Regions from separate parts of the Mus musculus genome. Here all the other regions are linked to region 3. Evidence: chromatin contacts called from public HiChIP or PLAC-seq and promoter capture Hi-C data. All regions are on one chromosome and are shown on one strand. Each heading gives the region's core, a stretch centred on a gene start, on an enhancer-like site or on the middle of the called end of the contact. The rest is flanking DNA. Distances are from core to core; before and after follow the strand shown.

Region 1 (4,010 bases), core at 1,341-3,840, 230 kb before region 3:
GGTAAGGCAAAGGACTTAAGGACTGGGTGTATCTTTGAAAAGGACTGTTGGATGCCAGGTCTTGTCTTTTTCACATGCTAATTTCCTTAACACAGGAGTTACACACTCTTCACCATGAGTTATATCCACACAGGCCCAAAAGCAATGTGACCCACTGACCTTGTAAATGGAAATGTCTAAAATGATGAGCCAAAATAAATGATGATTGCTTTAGGTATTTTAACAGAGTAACAATTTTTTTAGAACTATTCATTTTATATGTTGTCTCTTTTTACCCTTAATATCACAATTTTTTGTTCTAGTGGAAAACTGTGTATGTTTTGGTGTGTTATACATGCTTATTAATGTGGTTGGATAAACATGTGCCTGCAAATGCATGTGAAAGCCTCAAGTTGTTAGTGTCTCTTCTTGATCACTTTGTCTGTCTTTTTGTTGACAGTCCCTCAGTGAATGCTCTGAAGCTCACTGTCTGGACAGACCAGTTAGTCATTGAACTTTCAGGTATGCCCCACTAGCCCTCCCTTGCCCAGTTCTGGGGTTCAAGAACATGGCCTTTGTCTGGCTTCTTAACATGAGTTCTGGGGATCTTAACTTAGTTCCTCATGCTTAGACACAGACACTGTTAAGAGGTTAGCCCTATCCCAGCCCTAGAGGGATAAGCTTCTATCTTCATTCACACACCTCAGGAACAAGTGGGCAACCAGAAATTAAATACAAACCTCCTGGCATCAGATCTAGTGCTTTTTTCAAAGAATTGTGATTTGCCAGTAAGTCAATCAAAGTGATGTGGAGGTTAGAATATCCTCTAAATTTGTAGAATGATACTACAAATATGTAACCTTGGGCAGGTAGTGTCTCTCTCTCTCTCTCTCTCTCTCTCTCTCTCTCTCTCTCTCTCTCTCTCTCTCTCTCTCTCTCTCCCTCTCTCTCTCTCTCTCTTCCCCCCCCCCGTGTGTGTGTGTGTACGTGTGTCTTTGTCTCTCTAACACACACTTTATCTTCTGTATTTTTAACAGTTGACATGATTGAACAAGACAGATAAAAAGAGGAACAGAAAATGGCTACAAATGATAAATGGAACTAAATTTAAGACAGAATACTAAAAGTGAAGACAGATGAATTCATCACAAATAATAACATTGGTTACTCTTTATGATGTTGATTACTGGTTATATGTTGGTTAGAAACATATATACAACATTGCAGCAATCTACAACACAAATACCTCAAACCACATTAAATTCTTCTAAAAACCATGTTTAGTTCCAAGTTCTCATGTTTAAAGTTATGGCAGTTACAGTATTCATGTTGGGAATTCATACTACTTTATTTAGACTGTGATCTGACCCTAAAAGAGTTTGGTACTTGATCAGCTATATTCCCTCCATATAAAATACTATACCAAAATAAATTGTTGTCTATCTTCTTACTACATTTGTATTTACTTATTTGTTTATGTGAGATGAGGATACATCTGCATGCCATGGCACATGTGTGGAGGTCTGAGGACAGCTTGACGTAACTGGTTTTCTCTTTCTATCAAGCCAGCCCCAGAGATTAAACTCAGGTTGTCATGCTTGGAGGGAGGTACTTTCACCTGGTAAGGCATCTCATCACCCCCAAGAAAGAAATTGTTAGTGCACTAATATGTTCATAGCTAAGGAACAGAAGGTAAAGATATTAAGATAAATCATAGGAGAAAAATGGAAAGAACAAACCATTAAGGCTCTCCTTAGTTATTACAACTTTTAGCCACACTATGGACCCAATCAGAAAGAACAATGATCTAACCAGAGCTTTATCAATTTGTTAGAAGACAAAAATATTTCAATCAAGATATAGAATTCATGAAACATGGAGTTATAAACTATTCTTTTTTATAGCTGAAGAAACTAATTTTTCAAAATCCTCTTAGCATTCATCATCATGTGCTTTCACCAATTAATTATAATGAAGAGTTTACTGAAAACATGACTCACAAGAAAGACAGATTATAGAGTGATATGCAATCGGTTATAAAAATTTTTTGGAACTATTCTTAAGCTTCTGAAAAATTCTTTCCTACCTGAGGTGCATTTGTAGCCACTAGAAACGCATTTGTTCTTCCTGGGTGATCGTAATCGTGCATGGCAGCTGCCACATACAAAGCCATCAATTCTAATGCAGGGATGTTTGAAGATAGGCAGCCATAACTCATATCTGGAATACAGCAACTCTTCGAAGAAATGTAAGCAATCTGTCCAGAACCAAGTCTACCATCTGAATCTGTGTGGCAATAAATAGTAAACAAACATTAGCATTTAACTTCCTGTCAATTATGCTAAGGATAGAATTTCTCATAAGTAGTATCAGTATTAATTTATTGAAATTAAATAGACTCAAAGGATTTAAATACTTTCCCATTGTTTATCTTGCAGGACATTAGAGAATTCTGACACCAGATTGATGCTTTCTTGCTAGGACTAATAAATACCTGAAAACCCTAAGTTTATAATTTTCTAAACATTTGTTCTTAAGGGCTAAACATAGTAGTCATACAAAATTCTAGCACCAAGAAGAGGAAGTAGACAAAGCCCTGCCCGTAACCAGGAAGCTACTGTAACTGAAACTTCCTGGGAAAGGGAAAGTCAGCTTTCTCCAGTGGAGTATAAAATTAGGTATACCATAAGTCACACTCCAGGACAGGCCCTATACCCAAGGGTAGTTAACTAAAACACAGACTCTGTATTTTGGGGGATGTGTTTGTGTGTGGTATCTTGTTACCTTTTCTCTAATTTTCTTTTTTCAAAGTTTGATGTGATTTTATTTTTGTTGTTATTTTTTCTTGTTTTTTGAGAGCCAGACAGACAGAAGGAACAAGTAGTTGGGTAGGTATTAAGGTGAGGAGGGTCTGGGAGAAAGTAGGGGAGGGGAAAGAATATGATCAAAATATACTGAATGAAAAAATTTAAGTATGTATAGTAGATATAGAAAAGGATCTAAATGAATAAAACTAGGGGATTAAAATCTGATTTAAAAACAATATGAACATGAGGGAATTTGAGGTATCACCAAACAAAGCTCTTTCATAGAGATGCTACTTTTCAAAACTCATCCGAAGAAATGTTTCATTTCTTGCATTGACTACAATTTCTCTTTCTCTTCTTCTTCCTCCTATGAGGCTCTTTACAATGGAACAGAACAAAAAGCACGAACACACAAAGGCCTGAAACAGAACTACTTCATACTACTTCTCTGTTTCCTCCTGATAGAAACAGTGTGTTTTCCCCTGTCTGTGACTCTGGTCCCTAACACCTCATTACCTGCTTCTGTGTCTTTATATTAGCTAAGACTAAATGGTCAAGCTATCATTGCTGCTAAAGGGATTGGAAGAAATTCCAGAATGTAAAAGGTATTATAGTAAGCAGCACATAAAATACAAGATAAGAGATAAAAGATGTCCTCAGTTGTGTTCATCAGTTAGAAATAGGCCTTGTCAAAGGCCAAATGATTTCTTAATCATAATTTGAGTCAATATATCACAAGAATTTTAACATGACTTTAATGCATGAATGATAATTTAATTTTAAAATGTTCATTATTTCCATACTGTTTATGTTTTCAATATATATTGAGTTTTCAAAAACTGTACGCTTAACACTCCTTACAACAGTAATTATGTAATTATGTAGGCAAACTGCTACTAGCAAGACTTTAATTATTAATATCAGGTCAATACCTTGAACATTTTCCTGTGTTATAGCTACCATGGATTCCCCCTTAAATTATAAACTAAATTTTAAAAATAAAAATAGCAAAATATATCCCTATTAAACTAAAAAACGTAGTTGAGACTGGGATGCAGACCTATACATGTCAGCATTTTAAGTTCAAGGACCATCTGGAGTACATGAGATATTGTGTTAAAATAAACAAAAGCAACAACAAAAATGTAGAAAGTGAAACAAAACAAAAACTCAGTAACTACTTAAAGCTTAGACAGAAGGCTCTTGATAACAGCAGTACATATA
Region 2 (4,063 bases), core at 1,474-3,973, 160 kb before region 3:
AACAAAATTTAAATACCTTAGTTCAAAAAAAGACATTCTGCTATGACACAAATGGGAAGAGGGATGCTGCTGGGGTGAGGTGGGGTTGAATGGGCAGGTGGGGGACCACCTTCTCAGAGGCAGAGAGAAAGGAGATGGGGTGAAGAACTTAAGAGGGGGGACCAGGAAGGAGGCAACATTTGAAATGTAAATAAATAAGATAATAAAAAATGTACTCTCCTTGAAAGGGCCCAGTTTACACGCTTGCCAACCTTTGCCATTTCAAACTCCACATCTGTACAGTGGAAACAATAATGCTTACATTGTAGGCGTCTACGAGAGTGAACTAAGATTATGTGTAATGCCTACCACTGACCTGACTAGAACACAAAAGGCACTACGAAACACTGCAGCCTCTCCATTTTCTTTCCTTTTTTTTTCACTCTTGAAATACAGAATTTTATTTAAAAACTAAATGTTTAAAGTAGGGGGAAAAAAGTATCAAGAAAGACCAGGTAGAAAATGGATTCCCAATAAAATGAAATTTGGGGGCAACAGAAGTCTGAAAGGCCAAAGAGAAACAGCACCAGCACCCCTGTCATTTGAACAATGGCCAGTTACTTGTTTTGGGTTTTTTGGGGGTTGGGTTGGGTTGGGTTGGGTTAGGTTCGGTTAGGTTGGTTCGTTTGGTTTGGTTTGGTTTTTTTGGCACTGTTAATCACTGAGCCTGGATTTTCCTCTGAATTCCACAGAGCATGCACTACATAACAATCGGTCATAAAAATACCTGTCTCCTACACACAACACAAGACAAGTTACCACCAGAAACAAATCACATCAGGGGCTGAACAATCTCAGGAGTGGGTAACACATTTTGCAGAGTTCTGCCAAACAAAGAAATTGAATAGGCTGTGGGTAAGCAAATGAGGGAGAATTAAGGAATGAAGTATTTTAAATATTAATATCTCAGTCACAGTACTGTAAATTCTTTAAAAAAAAAAACACACTTCAACAGTTAGTAACACACTAGGGAATTTTATCTCCAAAGAGATTAGTGTACTGGCAAATTACTCAGGTGACAAGGGGAGCTGTGAACAGCAGGCAGTGAACACCCTAGCCTCACAGAGCCCAAGGTGACACTGGCCTTTAACAGATCACTCCTTTGCCAGGGGTCCAGCAAGAACTTGCAGCACAATCTCCCTGGGTCATCTGCATTGCCTCGGACATTCATTATACTGTCATCAAAAAAAAACAGACCTTTCAAAAGTGTCACAGTAGAAATACTTTCATTAAGTTATGAGTAAATAATTTTCAGAAAAAGTATAAAATATGTTTATCCTATCATTATTATAAAATAACTTCATAACACAATCAACCACAGATACTTTGGTCAATTATCTGAAATGAAGGAGTTTAAGTTTATAACTTAAAATTGTTTGTTTGTTTTTTGTTTGTTTGTTTGTTTGTTTGTTGTTTTTCGAGACAGGGTTTCTCTGTGTAGCCCTGGCTGTCCTGGAACTCACTTTGTAGACCAGGCTGGCCTCGAACTCAGAAATCTGCCTGCCTCTGCCTCCCGAGTGCTGGGATTAAAGGCGTGCGCCACCACGCCTGGCTATAACTTAAAATTTTAATTCTGATAGTAAAATAACAAAGACTTAAACCCATGAACTCTATTTGCAACTTAAGCATTTTACTAACAAGAACTTTAATTACATATTCTAATGCTTACTAATATACAAATTACAATTTTCTGTAGTAGGTAGAGCACCCATAGATACAGCATTAACACTCATTAATGAAGCCTGTGAGCATGTTCTTTAGCATTGTCAAAATGAAATGTCATAAAACCAAGAGTGTTGTTTAAGAATGGTAATCTGATGGCCTACTCTGTCATCCTAGAAATGGTAAACCATATAAAAGAACAGCAAAACAAGAAACAAATGCACTCATTGTTAAGAGTACAAATACATTAAAAACTCAAATTCACAGCTATCAAAGTAAACAACAACATAAAGAAGGAATGAAACAGCTTAGCAAAATGTCTGCCTATTAGTAAATTTATTTTCATTACTATTTAATTAAATATCCCATCTAGTTTTAGAATTTGATTCTCAAAGATAATAAAGTTACAAATGATTGAATACTAAATATACACTTTTATAATAGACATAAAAGCAAAGAATTATCTGCTAAAATGATTTATCAAAGATATATACTGAAGAAGATGAGACATTGCTTTGTAAATGCAGAGCCCAATAAACAAGGTGGCTGAGAAGAAAAGCTCTACAACAATACAGACCGTTTCTCGGCCCATAGTTTCTCTGTTGAGGTTAATAACCACTCCTTTCATGTGGCTTTCATGTGGCTTTCAATATTAAAATTTTAAAAGCAGGGACCAACAAGAAGGGTCAGTTGGTAAAAATGTCAGAAGCCACCTGGAAGCTCATGGGCCATCTAGTGTGGATACACAGCAAGACAGAAACAATATCACAGAGCTTGCTTTAGAAGCAAAGTCTAAGGAGAAAACTGTGGAGGCTGTCTTCTGACTTCCACATGTACACTGTGGCACCGTATGCTTACAGGGAGCTGTGTACGGATGGGTAGGTACAGGTGTGTCACATGTACAAATCAGAAGAAAAAAATTTAAACATGTCTTCTCAAATAGCCCCATCTGCACAGTAAACGTCATTATATATTGTCTAATTACAGTTATCACTAGCACTGTCACTCAAATTTTCCCTGACAGCTATTACAACATAGAAAAGCAGAAGCTTCAGTCCTTATCATTCAAAGAAACAGGAACCACTTGCTAAGGACTCTAACAAAATGAAAGAGAGAACTATAGTACACAGAAAATGTGAAAAATAAACTAGCCTTCCTCTTCCTGCAAAAAGGTATTAGGAATCAATCTTCCAGGTAACAGATAATTGACAGACTTCACTTTAAGAGAGAAGATAGCAAGGATAGATGCATCCTAAGTTCAGAAGTACTCTAGAGAATACAAAAACAAAAAACAAAACAAAACAAAAAAGCCTCTTCACTCTAGAGAATGTACTTCCTCCTCATAAGTAACTGTTCAGTTCTCTGTCCTTCCCCAGAGCAGCTAAAGGTTTCTCAAAAGGGTCTTCTCTTCCCCCTCTTCTCTTCCCCTCGTCCCAGGGACTGTTCTCTTCCCCCTCTTCTCTTCCCCCTCGTCCCAGGGACTGTTCTGCCTGCTCTGATCTGATGTTGACGGCAACAATTTGGCTGAAACAACTTTTAAAGGACAAAAACAATCCTCACTTTGCAAAATCCTATAACAATTTACAAATCACCTCTGCATCAGCTTTTCAAAATTATCCAACCTAGTTTGTATCCTCAAAACCTCCCCCACTCACCCCACCCCCATCGAGGTTTAAGTGATCTCCTCTCCTGGGTGTCTCTCCTACTTCTCAAGTCCTCTTCCTCTGGTTTACAATGGAATTGTGGCCCAATACTTAAATCTGAGTCCCCGTTTGTGTTCTGGATATACTCTTCCTTGGCAACTTCATCTATCCACATGTTTGTTTGTTCATTTCATTTTTTTATTAGATATTTTCTTTATTTACATTTCAACTGTTATCCCCTGTCCTAGTATCCCCTCCAAAAATCCCCATCCTCTCCTCCCTCCCCCTATTCCCCAACCCACCCACTCCTGCTTCCTGGCCCAGGCATTCCCCTATACTGGGGCAGAGAGCCTTCACAGGACCAAGGGTCTCTCCTCCCATTGATGACCAACTAGGCCATCCTCTGCTACATATACAGCTAGAGCCACGAGTCCCTCCGTGTGTTTTCTTTGATTGGTGGTTTAGTCCCAGAGCGTTCTGGGGTTACTGGTTAGTTCATATTGTTGTGCTTCCTAGGGGGCTGCAAACCCCTTCAGCTCCTTGGGTACTTTCTCTAGCTCCTTCATTGGGGACCCTGTGCTCTGTCTAATGGATGACTGTGAGCACCTACTTCTGTATTAGTCAGGCACTGGCAGAGCCTCTCAGGAGACAGCTATATCAGGTTCCTGTGAGCAATCTCTTGTTGGCATATGCAATAGTGTCTGGGTTTGGTGGTTGTT
Region 3 (3,930 bases), core at 207-2,706:
TGAGGGAAGACTCAGCCAGAGCTCTGAGGAGTACAGCGGGGGTAAAGGTGACACAATACGGGAAGGAAACCAGCTCTTGAAAAGTAGTCAATTACCTTCAACAAGCTACCAACAAACTGGCAAGTTTGTCTTGTTTTGTTTTCAGGTAAGGCTGATTGCCAGCTTTTGGAAGATAAAGTGGGCTAGATGGCTGGGTTCTGGACAACCCCAAATGAGAGAGGAGAGGAGACGGTTAAGGTAATGTTAGCAACAAAAGAAAGCTTGCAACTGAGTGATTATCACCCAAGTCATCAAAAGGAACAAAAATGAGAAAAACACAACAAGGGATCTACCCTTGTCCTTTAAAGGCACTTCTACAACTGTATACTCCCTGTCCTTTGCCTTTTGAAAGGAAATGTCACAGGGCATAGTGGCACACTTACGTAGGCCCAGCACTTGGGAGGCCAAGAAAAGAGAATTATGAGTTCAAGGTCAGGCTGGTCTACAAACAGAGCAAGTCCCTCTCTCTGGGGTTGGTAGGTGGGGGTAATATTATAGAAGATTTAAAAATGAGGACAGGCTGAGTCTCTTTTAAAATGAGAGATAATTTATAATTTCAAAAACTTTAGCTGCAAGTCCTAAAGCAATTTAATGCATTTAATTATTTCTGGAATCTATTTTCACATGGTAAAAATATTGATAAAGGTAAGCTATGCCCCACACACACACACACACACCCTCCATTATATATGAAGTGAAGTGGCACAAGCCTGGAATCCCAGGATGATCAGAATTCAAGGATAGCCTGGGCAATTTGGCAAAGTCCTGCCTAAAAAATAAGTTAAAACGCTTTTGTGGGCCATGGGAGTGTGGCTGAGTGGTGGGTTCAGTTCTTAGAAATACACGCACAACAAACGACAGCACTTATGAGATATTTACACAATGAAGATAGCATATTCTCCTGACGAACGGAAACCAGCCACCCTGATGCCAAAAATCATGCTAAATTCTCTGCGTACTCCCCATAGAACATGTTGGCATCCTTTTAAATGAACAGCCCTCTTCTCAAGGAAAGGAGAAAATCCTAAGGGGCTCCACGGTCAGGACTCCAACTCTTTTCACCTTAGCAGGACTCGGAGTTCCCGCTTTCCAAGAGGCACCACGATGTGGGAAAGGCGAGTGTGGACAGTTAGGAAGCGGTATCAGAGCTCACAAACCCCTGCTAAATAGTCACAGGCCGGCTGGGCAGGGACTGTGTCAGTGAGAGCCACAAGGAAACTGAAGTGCTCCTGAGGCAGCTAGGCTGGCTGGTGGCCAGTCTCCTTCCTGGGTCAGAGAGGCTCGCACAGTTCTGTGAACACTGACCCTCCCCCACCCCGCACGAAAACCAAAAAAAAAAAAAAAAGCTCCCTGGACACAGGGTCTGTTTTCACCTTTGTAAGTGAAAAGATTGAACTAGATTTCCATAGCGGGTCAAGGGACAGAGGACAGTGAAGACCAGAGGAGTACGTGCTGTGTGCTGCGTCAGAAACTTGCAGGCTTGTTTGGAAAGACTGAAACTAAATAAAGACTTATTAGCATAAGACGAGCATTGTGAAATTTGGTCAAAGGATTTTATGCAATGATGCTCTTAAAAAAAAAAAAAGCCTTCATGGCGATGGAGAAAGTAGAGAAAATAGAGCATTTTATTTAAGGGAGGAAACTTGTTATGTATCAACTTGTATGTTTTATGCCAACTTAGACACTAGACCCTGGGAATGGTCTCCTGAGTTTGGCTTTCTCCCACGAAAGGAAAGTAAATTTCTTTTCACAAAGCTAAAGTGTACTTTTAAAAAAAATTCTTTAAAAAGAATAACCAACACTAGACAACTTAATCTTTTTTTCTCCTTTTTACCAGTCTTCCTCTTTAGCTGGGCTTATCTTCAGACGTGCTAAGAGGAAAGGCTGACGTCTAGCCACACTTGGTTCCCTTTTTGCTTTTGTAACATTTTTTTCTCACATTTCCTCTATGGTGCTAGTATTTTATTGTCCCATTGCAAGCCAAATAGCATCAATTTTTAGTGAGAAAGCAATTATGGAACTGAAAAACAGACATTGACACGCAGAACTGGTGTGCTTTCTGCTCTTGGCATGTGGGTGGTCTGGGCTTATTTTCTAGAAGGGTGCACTGAACCTCTGAACCATGACATCGAGGCAGTGATAGTGCACCTCTCCTGGGGACAGACTCTTTCCCAAGCGCCTGTAGTGCACTGTGTCTTTCAGAGGAAAGAGCCCTGAGGACTGGTTCCAACTGGGAGGAGTGTTACCCAGGCTAGCCAGAGACAACATGGCTGGATGCACAGGCCCCGTGTTCATGATCTTTGTCCACCACAAGGAGACAGGGTCACGGTGCAGAAGGCAACTCGGTGCATTTATACAGAGGAGCATGTAGGGAGGCTGAAGACAAGAGCTGAGGGGCGGAGAGGGTCAAAGGAAGAGACCAAGTTGTGAAGCCACAAAAAGAAGCCTGTGTCAGAGTGGCCTTTTATGTTGACTGCTGAGAGGTTCCGCTTAGAGCAGCCGCCCATCACTCCAGGCCGAATGCGGCAAATCAGCAAAGGGAGAGCTATTTTTATTTTTTTTAGATACTTCCTTTTCACCTCAACGATCTTTTTAAATTCTTCCTTCCCTAAGTAGTGTCTTTAAGCTCCGTTCTTTACAGCTCTAATTTATGTTTCTTTTTTATTTCTCTTTCCTTTCTTCTGAGAACTCTCCTCTTCGAGATCTATAAAACCAAACACTTTGCAATGCTCCCCTTTGCTCATGGACTCTGATCTAGAAACCAGAAAGTTGTTTCTTGTCTTTCTTTTATTGTTTATTTACTGTTTGAGAGAGGGTCTCATGTATCCCAAGGCGTGAAATGGTTGTGTAGCTGAGAATGATTTTAAACTCTGGATCCTCTTGCTTCTGCCTCTCAAGTGCAGGGATGACAGTGTGTACCATCACGCCACTTTTTGTGATACTGGAGATCAAACCCAAGGCTTTGTGTATTCTAAGTAGACAATATCAACTGAGCCACATCTCCAGTCCCAAACTGGGACTTTGTATTGGGCTGGGACTATCTCAGGTATCTAATTAACTGCGCAAAGTATAATCTCTTGGTAACATCATCATCACATCATTTAAATAAGTGAAAACAGACGCATAAGGAAGAATGTGACATGGGTCACAGCTTTTATCTGAGAATGCATTTTCCAGCCAATGGAGAAGCAACCTTGCAGATGAGTTTCTAACCTTGCTAGGCGACGGAGAAGAGCAAAGCCACAGGGAGTCTTTACCTTCAAGCTTAGCTTGCTGCTGGGTATTACATTACCTCCCGGTGAAATGCATATGAAAACAATGGCTGCCACCAGCAAGATTTCTGAGAGTACTTTAAAAACACGGAGCAGGTTTGTTTTCCTGGCTCAGCTGCTTCAGAGAAATCCCCACTTAAATCCAAGTATGGTCATTTTATATCTGCCTCTGCGCATTCTTGTTTGCTGCATGAAATCTTGCCAATGACTTTTTTTTTTATGTTTTTTTGAAATTAACCACACCCCAAACAGCAGAACAGCCCTGTGTATACACATGCTCTGGAAAGGCCCAAGTCAGGTCCTGGGTGTGTAGGCACAGGACAAACCGCATGGCCTGCTTTGGCAGCCCTGTCCTCACCTGCAAGCTGCCCACACACACTCCCTTCCAAAATGCTGCTCCTCTCATGCCAATAGTTGGCTGAGCTACTGTAAGAGGAAGCTTGTCACGGTGGACAGGGGTCAATATTATATACACCAGGCCGGGCTTCTAGATTAACACTTGGTGTACTCTTTCAACCAAATTCACATTGGAAGCCCTACCTTTTCTTAAGAATCATGGGCAATCAAGAGTTAATGGTTATGGAAGCTGGTGTAGTTTGGGGCTGCCACCCAAGGCCAG

Evidence for each region. HiChIP or PLAC-seq counts read pairs in DNA pulled down with a chosen protein or histone mark. Capture Hi-C pulls out chosen DNA fragments and counts their contacts.
Region 1: a contact with region 3 is called in a promoter capture Hi-C map of adipose tissue. The contact joins two enhancer-like sites. A contact is called at or near these places in 2 of 15 datasets of contacts at CTCF or cohesin (large pre-B cells and pro-B cells), 1 of 484 Hi-C or Micro-C datasets (nephron progenitors), 2 of 115 datasets of contacts at active chromatin or transcription factors (the 230-238 cell line and microglia) and 4 of 9 other capture datasets (adipose tissue, embryonic stem cells, liver and 1 more).
Region 2: an H3K27ac HiChIP or PLAC-seq map of microglia shows a contact between it and region 3, with 6 times the contacts expected there. The contact joins two enhancer-like sites. A contact is called at or near these places in 2 of 15 datasets of contacts at CTCF or cohesin (large pre-B cells and pro-B cells), 3 of 484 Hi-C or Micro-C datasets (3T3-L1-derived adipocytes, bone marrow-derived macrophages and neutrophils) and 6 of 115 datasets of contacts at active chromatin or transcription factors (the 230-238 cell line, CD8 T cells, the HPC-7 cell line and 2 more).

Annotation. Positions count from the first base shown.
Region 1 is chr7:114,525,036-114,529,045 of GRCm38.p6, reverse strand. It overlaps Pde3b (phosphodiesterase 3B, cGMP-inhibited), which reads right to left. Exons shown (of 16, transcript NM_011055.2): 12 at 2,066-2,265. Among named protein-coding and RNA genes, the nearest start is that of Cyp2r1, 36 kb to the left of the region's middle. Within about 2 kb of position 2,590, at least 14 of the 459 cell types and tissues checked have an H3K27ac peak or open chromatin away from gene starts, as enhancers often do. A contact at or near this core is called in adipose tissue and pro-B cells, where this site is marked.
Region 2 is chr7:114,452,086-114,456,148 of GRCm38.p6, reverse strand. All of the region lies in intron 1 of Pde3b (phosphodiesterase 3B, cGMP-inhibited), which reads right to left. Among named protein-coding and RNA genes, the nearest start is that of Pde3b, 39 kb to the right of the region's middle. Within about 2 kb of position 2,723, at least 99 of the 459 cell types and tissues checked have an H3K27ac peak or open chromatin away from gene starts, as enhancers often do. A contact at or near this core is called in the 230-238 cell line, CD8 T cells, the HPC-7 cell line and 4 more, where this site is marked.
Region 3 is chr7:114,290,162-114,294,091 of GRCm38.p6, reverse strand. No RefSeq gene overlaps it. Among named protein-coding and RNA genes, the nearest start is that of Psma1, 16 kb to the right of the region's middle. Within about 2 kb of position 1,456, at least 202 of the 459 cell types and tissues checked have an H3K27ac peak or open chromatin away from gene starts, as enhancers often do. A contact at or near this core is called in the 230-238 cell line, CD8 T cells, the HPC-7 cell line and 5 more, where this site is marked.